Linked DNA regions of Mus musculus: region 2 is linked to region 1. A link is a contact called in public HiChIP or PLAC-seq data. All regions are on one chromosome and are shown on one strand. The core of a region is the stretch at or near the end of the contact, and the rest is flanking DNA. Distances in the headings are between cores, read along the strand shown. Region 1 overlaps Gm36287 (a long non-coding RNA gene). Region 2 has its middle 3.3 kb from the start of Gm36723.

The links. HiChIP or PLAC-seq counts read pairs in DNA pulled down with a chosen protein or histone mark.
Region 2: an H3K27ac HiChIP or PLAC-seq map of microglia shows a contact between it and region 1, with 4 times the contacts expected there. The contact joins two enhancer-like sites. A contact is called at or near these places in 1 of 15 datasets of contacts at CTCF or cohesin (pro-B cells), 3 of 484 Hi-C or Micro-C datasets (the G1E-ER4 cell line, group 2 innate lymphoid cells and nephron progenitors) and 3 of 115 datasets of contacts at active chromatin or transcription factors (the 230-238 cell line, CD8 T cells and microglia).

The regions. Positions count from the first base shown.
Region 1 is chr12:25,211,993-25,215,480 of GRCm38.p6, reverse strand. The region is part of intron 6 of Gm36287 (a long non-coding RNA gene); the gene reads right to left. Among named protein-coding and RNA genes, the nearest start is that of Gm36441, 4.1 kb to the right of the region's middle. Within about 2 kb of position 1,465, at least 31 of the 459 cell types and tissues checked have an H3K27ac peak or open chromatin away from gene starts, as enhancers often do. A contact at or near this core is called in microglia, where this site is marked.
Region 2 is chr12:25,350,947-25,354,211 of GRCm38.p6, reverse strand. No RefSeq gene overlaps it. Among named protein-coding and RNA genes, the nearest start is that of Gm36723, 3.3 kb to the left of the region's middle. Within about 2 kb of position 1,826, at least 7 of the 459 cell types and tissues checked have an H3K27ac peak or open chromatin away from gene starts, as enhancers often do. A contact at or near this core is called in microglia, where this site is marked.

The DNA of each region.
Region 1 (3,488 bases), core at 216-2,715:
CGGAGAAGTACTTCTGAGACCTTAGACCATAAGTTGCTGTAGCCGGAGAGCCCCACTCTGGCTTATCACACACACTTCCTTATCCCACAATTGGGCAACCGGAACTTTTCAAAGCCACTTATCTGAGGGATATAGAACTGGGGCTAAAAGCTTCCAGTGTCAAATCAGAAACTGAAAAACATGGTCCCTTTCCATCATGGGCCTACCTAAAGGAGAATGTGTTCCTGAGTCAAACTTCTCTTGAAGAACTTCTCTTGGGCAAGCCTACTTTAGCCAGCAGCCTTCTGCTGTCCCATGTGCTGGGTTCCCTGGAATAGCCCACTTGTATTCTTCCTTAAGAGAGTTGGAAGGTATTCCCCAAGCTTCCTTTCAGTAAAGGTTTTGGATGATAATTAGCTTTCACAAAATCACTGTCTATATAAGGCAGTGGTCAAGTGGATGCTTTCTCTGTCTAGAATGCCTAACGGTGGCTGCCACTGTGTGACGGTACTCATCCTCCAGGTCTGAATGGTAGTGCAGATAGCATCAGTTCTCTAGAGACAAGGATTCAATGCCAACCCCTTCTCCACACCTGCCCTAGGCTGGAGGGCTTAGAATCAGTTCTCCCAAGGATGAGACTTAGACCCTTCCAGGTAGAGCAGTTCCCAAGGCCCAGCCTGTATCCTTCTCCTTCAGCCCCTCCATTGATTTTATAAATAAATCCCCTGCAGTAGAGACTTTGCTGACTAACATACCTAGAATGGTTTCTTTTTTCTTCCACAATGAGCTCTGCCTGCTACATCAACTCTAAGGTCATCAGATCCAGACAACTTGCTACATGAGAAACCTATGCATCTCTTTATTCAAACTCTTTCCTAGACTCTACAACTAGGTCTTACTCATAGCAGGGGGTGCTGATTCTCCTCTTCACTGGCTTCTCATCAGGGAATACCAAGGGCTAGGCTGTACCGGGGTGCCTCTTACATACAATAGACTCATCAAATTCACGGTACAGTTTGATCCTCTGTTGAGGAAGTTCTTAGGGGTCTACAAGCTAAAGTGTAGCCCAGCTTTGGTTGTCAAAAAACTGGGGTGACACTCTCCCTCTACAAAATCATGTGACATAACTTCAATGACAGAACAAGGCCAGAGACTTCTGCCCCTGATTCATAGAATAAGTCCTCAAGTCTAGCCAAGACATTTCCCTCCTCGGGGTCACTGCAGGTCACTCGCTGAGTCAGGAAAGAGGCAGAAACAGTGCTGACCAGGACAAGTAAAGAACCAGAACCTCTTTGAACGCTATCCAGATTTGCAGGGGTCCACAGGCCTCTCCCCACTGCCTACCGTGCATAGTGAGATCACCCTTGGAGCGGGGAGGGGGACGGCAATTACATGTCTCTCTGCTCTTCTGACTTCGTCCCTGTCATCTGACTCAGGGGCTAATTTCAGATCATCTTCCCATTTCAGCCTCATGTTGTGTCGTCAGAGACACATGCCTGGTCAGCTGGCAGAATTAGAAGCCTATGTCAGTATGTCAGCCTCAATCGCAGAACACATGGGGGTTTCCTGAAGACTTACTTCATTTCAACACCACTTTCTAGATGAGACAGCACGAAAGCAGGGACAGCTCAGTGAGCAAATGTTTAAGAGTTGTCTCCTTTCCTCCATCGGATTCCCCAGCTTCCTGCTTCACCCCACCTCTATTCACCACCACCCCTAATGGCCTCCACAAGCCATGCTCATATGCTCAGCCCTGCCCCAGGCTCTCAGATACACCTAGAGAGCAAGGAAGAGGTCCCCTCAACTCCAGTGCCAGCCGAAACCTGTCCCAGTCTGCTGCCCACACACCTACAAGCTCAGCCACGAGACCTGTGCTCCCTGTGCCCAGGATCCCAGGGTCCCCTGGACACTCTCGCCCGAGAGCACTCCCTTAACATGGATGTCACACGGCCCCCATTTTGCCACGCTGAAGTCTGTCTGTCTGTCTGTCTGTCTTTAAATTAACCAACTTTCTGTTTTTGTCATTGAAAGAATCAGATAACTACACAGTAACAAGAACATCCGCCCACAAAGGTTATATAATAAAAACACTAGCCACGGTTTTTTTTTCCCAGAGCCCCACATTCTAGGCCACTGCTACCCAGAGTCCCCAGGTCCCCTTCCCAACAAATCCTCTGCATGCGCAAGCTGACTACCAGCTAACTGAGCCACTTTTTACAATCTCCCTCCCCTGGCTATGATGGCCACATTCTTGCTCCCCTGGCTTTTCCTTACACCACGGGGTCTATCTTGCCAGAGAGGCATACAGATGCCTTAGACTCTTTCAGGGAGACTAGCTGTCAGACTTTGTTTCCTTGTCGGGTGGGGGAAGAGGAGGGAGAGAAAGGAAGAAAGGGAAGGAGAGGGGATAGAGAAGAGACTGGCCAGGCCTGCCCCTTTCCTTATACTTGTTTCTGATTGTGTGAATTTTGGACTACAGCAGCCATTTTTAGGACAATGAGGGAAAAATGAAATGATGGGAAACAGAATCAAACAACGAAAAAATAACAACAATAACAACAACAAAATGTTTCATGGACAGTGGCAGAAGAGCCTGAACCTTGGAAGATCTTGTTAAATCACAAAACTCTGCCCACTGCCTACCTCCAGATGGTATTGCATAAGAAAAACCATTCTTTATGTTTTCTGTCAGTCACTGCTCATCAGGTTTTCTGTTAGCCTACATGATAACTACACTCGTTTAAATGAGACTGTCCCCCACAGGTTGTGTGTCTGTACACTTGGTTCCCAGTTGGTGGCGCTGTTTGGGAAGGCACTGTTGGAGGAAGTATGTCACTAGAGGCTGGCTTGGAGAGTTTGAAGGCATGGGCCATTTCTAGGCCACTCTCTCTGTGTTAGTGGTTCAAAATGTAAGCTCTAGTCTTCCTGCTTCAGCCACCATGCCAGCCATTCCCCTGCCATGATAGACTCTTATCTCTCTGGAACCTTGAGCCTGAATAAACCCTTTCTTCTATAAGTTGCCTTCCTCACAATGTTTTATCACAGTAATAGAAAAGTAATACAGTGGCCCACTCCAACGAGATGATTATGATATAACGTATTGTGGGTTCCCCTTTCTGAATGGGGCTTTATTCACTCATCAGTGTGACCTTCAAGTATCTCCTACATAATCCTATCTGACTCTGTTATACATCCTCAGAGGATCCCACTACGCAGCTATCTATCCTAAAGCAAACGGGCGGACATTTTCACTGGGTTCTTGTAGTATTGACCTACCATAGGGCAACAGACTTCCCTGTGTCTACATCTCCATGCTTGTGTGCACTACCTAAAACAGAGGGAGGCCAGGACCATCCCCTTTTATCTGTCCATACCCCTTACTGTTTACCAGACAGCTGACTCCTCCCTGACTGTTCTGGGAGGAACATGTCTTTGGGCTCGTGACCTGAGTCCCCTTTTCCTCTACTCAATCCATGCCTGACTGAGTCCTAAGACACCCTCTGTTTCTG
Region 2 (3,265 bases), core at 577-3,076, 140 kb before region 1:
ATAAATAGAGATCCGGAGGACAGATGATACAATAGTCAGAGACAGATAGAGCAGACTCTTCTTTCAATAGAAACCAAACCTTGCTATATGCTTTTTCCTTTTTTTAATTAGATATTTTCTTTATTTACATTTCAAATGTTATCCCCTTTCCTGGTTTCCTCTCCAAAAACCCCCTATTCCTATCATCGATATCTTCGAACATGAGCCTGGCTACTTCTGCCAACTCACCCCGTGCCTTTCCACTACTCTGAACAGGGAGAAACTGCAAGAGACACTGGGACACAATGGCGACAGCAGCTGACAGTAAGAAGGAGGACTCTTGACTGGCAGATTTGGGGTTGCTGCAGATTCTAATTCTCCTGAGGCTAGGCTACTTTATCTTTGCAGAGCTGGGATTGGAGGTGACATTCACTGTCACCTGGGTACTCCTGATGGGCAGGGATTAAAATGTAGTCCCTCTGCCATCTAGATCCCTCACAGCTTCCCCGCTTTGAGACCACTACTGACTCCATCCCGAGGCACAGCTCGCTCTGTGATGCTGGCACAGTGGCCATTGTTCTTTCCTTTGGTCTGCACGAGCATTCCTGTGGGGACATAATTTAGCCGGACATATTAAATCATGTCATCGCAGTCACGGGCTCAATGAATTATTGATCAATGGCTGTGAAATCAAAGTGCATCTGTGGAATTACATTTGGAGGCCAGGATCTCTTTACAGTTAAGTTTATTCTAGAAGGTCTAGACTAAACCAAGCGTGAACGGGGTTCACTTCTCCAGCCTTCGAATCTTAGTCTCCTAAGTATCTAGGTGTTGACTTTGAAGGAGCCACGCCAAATCTAAAGAAGAATCAAATGCTAGGATGATTTTCAATCCCAGTAACTGCTTTGTGTTTTCAGTCAAGATACAAAATTAGATTTTCTACCTATGGGCTACCCCAAGCCACTGTTTCCAGAGTGGCCCTCTGTCCATTCAAATTTACTGAACAATGCTATGGGAAGACACTGAACCCAAGTGATGCCCTTCATGGATTAGGCTGGGTTTCTTTGTGGCTTATCCTGCCTCTTGTATACAGTACCGTTGAATCATGTTGGTCCTGTGACACTGACACCCTTATTAACCACATTTCACAGAAGAGAAATAAAAGAAAGATAAGGAATGTTCCACATTGCACAGTAAGTAAGGGGTCCACCTTCACATGTTCCTCATCTCCAGCTAGTACATGAATCTTAAAACTAAAAGGAGCTGTCTGAGCCATTCACAAAGCCCCAGGCATTGCATGCAGACTTGACTGGCTCTCTCAGAAAGTCAAGGCTCAAGAAGGAGGGGCCTTAGAGGAGAAGCCCCCTGCCCCTCAGCATCCTTGCAGGAAAGATAGGCACACCCTAAGAGGCTACTGAAGAGCTTAGAGAGGAGACTCTCAGTGGCCACGGGACTAGGGCAGGGGAGGAGCTCACATTAAGACTATAATAACCAGCTGAGAAAAGCAGCCCTATGTCTTTAAAGAGATGAGGAAGGTATCAAGTCCAAAGCAAACTCCATTTTCCCCAGTTCTGGACATTAGACAAAAGCCAGTGTTTCTCAGGAACTTCTAATGCTGGTTCCCCTCTACCAAAGAAGCCTTATGACTGGCAGAAGGGACAAATTGCTATCTCTGGTGCCTATTAGCCTACCAAAGTAGATGCTGGCCTCTGGGCTCCCTCAGTATCATAAGCATCTAGCTCTTTTCAGCCCTTCCCTACCTAAACTTCTCCAGCTCAGGGGCTCCCCTCCCCAAGCCTCTCATTTCTCCTTAAAAGCTCCACTATTTTGTCTATGCATGCTCTTGGTCCTCTCTTTGCCTCCCTCTTTCAGTTTCCCCCCACCCCACTTCCTCTTCTGGCCATGTTCAGGCTACTACTCTCTCTCCCTCTTCTGGACTCTTCCAGGTGCCTCTGGCAGTCCTCTCAGTCATAGCTACAATAAAAACTTTCCCTTAACCACACCTTGGAGAAGTCATGTCAGTTTATACATCTGCTGCCAAAACTTCCAGGTAGGGTACTGTCAGTTTAGACAGTGGGGACTTTGGCTGAGGCGCAAGTGTCACTGGTCAGATGCTGCAGATTCGAATGGAGAGACACCCTCTGCCATCCTCAGTCCTATAGGGACATCTTCCTGACAGTATCTCAGCTGCCTCTTCCCAACTCCCATCACTTCGCCCAAGGCATTAGTCATAGCTCAAAGGCCAGAGAACAGATGAAAAAGATGAAAGAAACCTCTCTGGGGAGAACTCTCTGCCATAACTCCCCACATAGACCTGGGGTGTATCTCTGAGTCCCTTAGGTCCAGCCTGGTTTTTACAAGCTCCCCCCACTGAGCGGCACCTGTGAACACTCACAGCCCCCTGTAGCCTCTGTTTAGTGGTGGGAACGGTGTTGATCAAAGCAGAGGCCTTCTCCTCTTGATCTTATTCACTGGTGTCAGGAGCAGGAGAGACCCAGAGAACTGATAACTACTTAACTGTGCCAGGCAGAAACCACCACGAAGGTGCCAACTAGGGAAATGAGGGTAGGGTTGGGAAGGACCTCTCTAAGAAAAATGTCTCAGAAATACACATATAAGGTGGTGACATATTAGCATATTAGACCAAAGTCAGGGTCAAACAGTGGATGTAGATGGAAGAGTAGCCGAGAGCCGGTGTGGCTACAAAGAGAAGTAAAGCGTGCAACAAACAGGGATTCTGACCACAGCTCATACTTCAGGCTGCTCTGAGTCAGCTTGTGTGCTTCTAAGCCTGGGGTTCCTGAACACTGCCCCACTGTACTCAACAATCTCCATAGCCCTCAATATGGAGACACAAGATCCCTAGATACTCCTCTATGTCCTATGACTTCAGATCCCATGGGTCAGAAGTAACAAAGCAGACTGGGCCAACCTCTTCCACTTGAAGCCATACTTCCTCAAAGGGTTCACAGCCCATGTAAAGCTGGATAAAGGAAACCCTCTCTTTCTCTCATAGCCCACAATGGGACTTGAAGAAAAAAAAGGCCACTTTCTATCATGGGAAGAAGAGTCCAGCACCACTGTGTCTTCTCCTCTCCCCAGGCTCCTTCGCATAGAGCCTGAGGATGGGTGTGGTAGGTAGCAGGTGGGATTGGGTTTGTGGACGGTATTCAACCTCAATTTCTAGAACTCCGTTGAAAGTATGGGCGTACTTCATACTTTGAGTGTTCAGCCATGGCTCCTGGTTGTAGAAGAAAGGCTCTCCTCCTGCTCTGACTCCAAATGA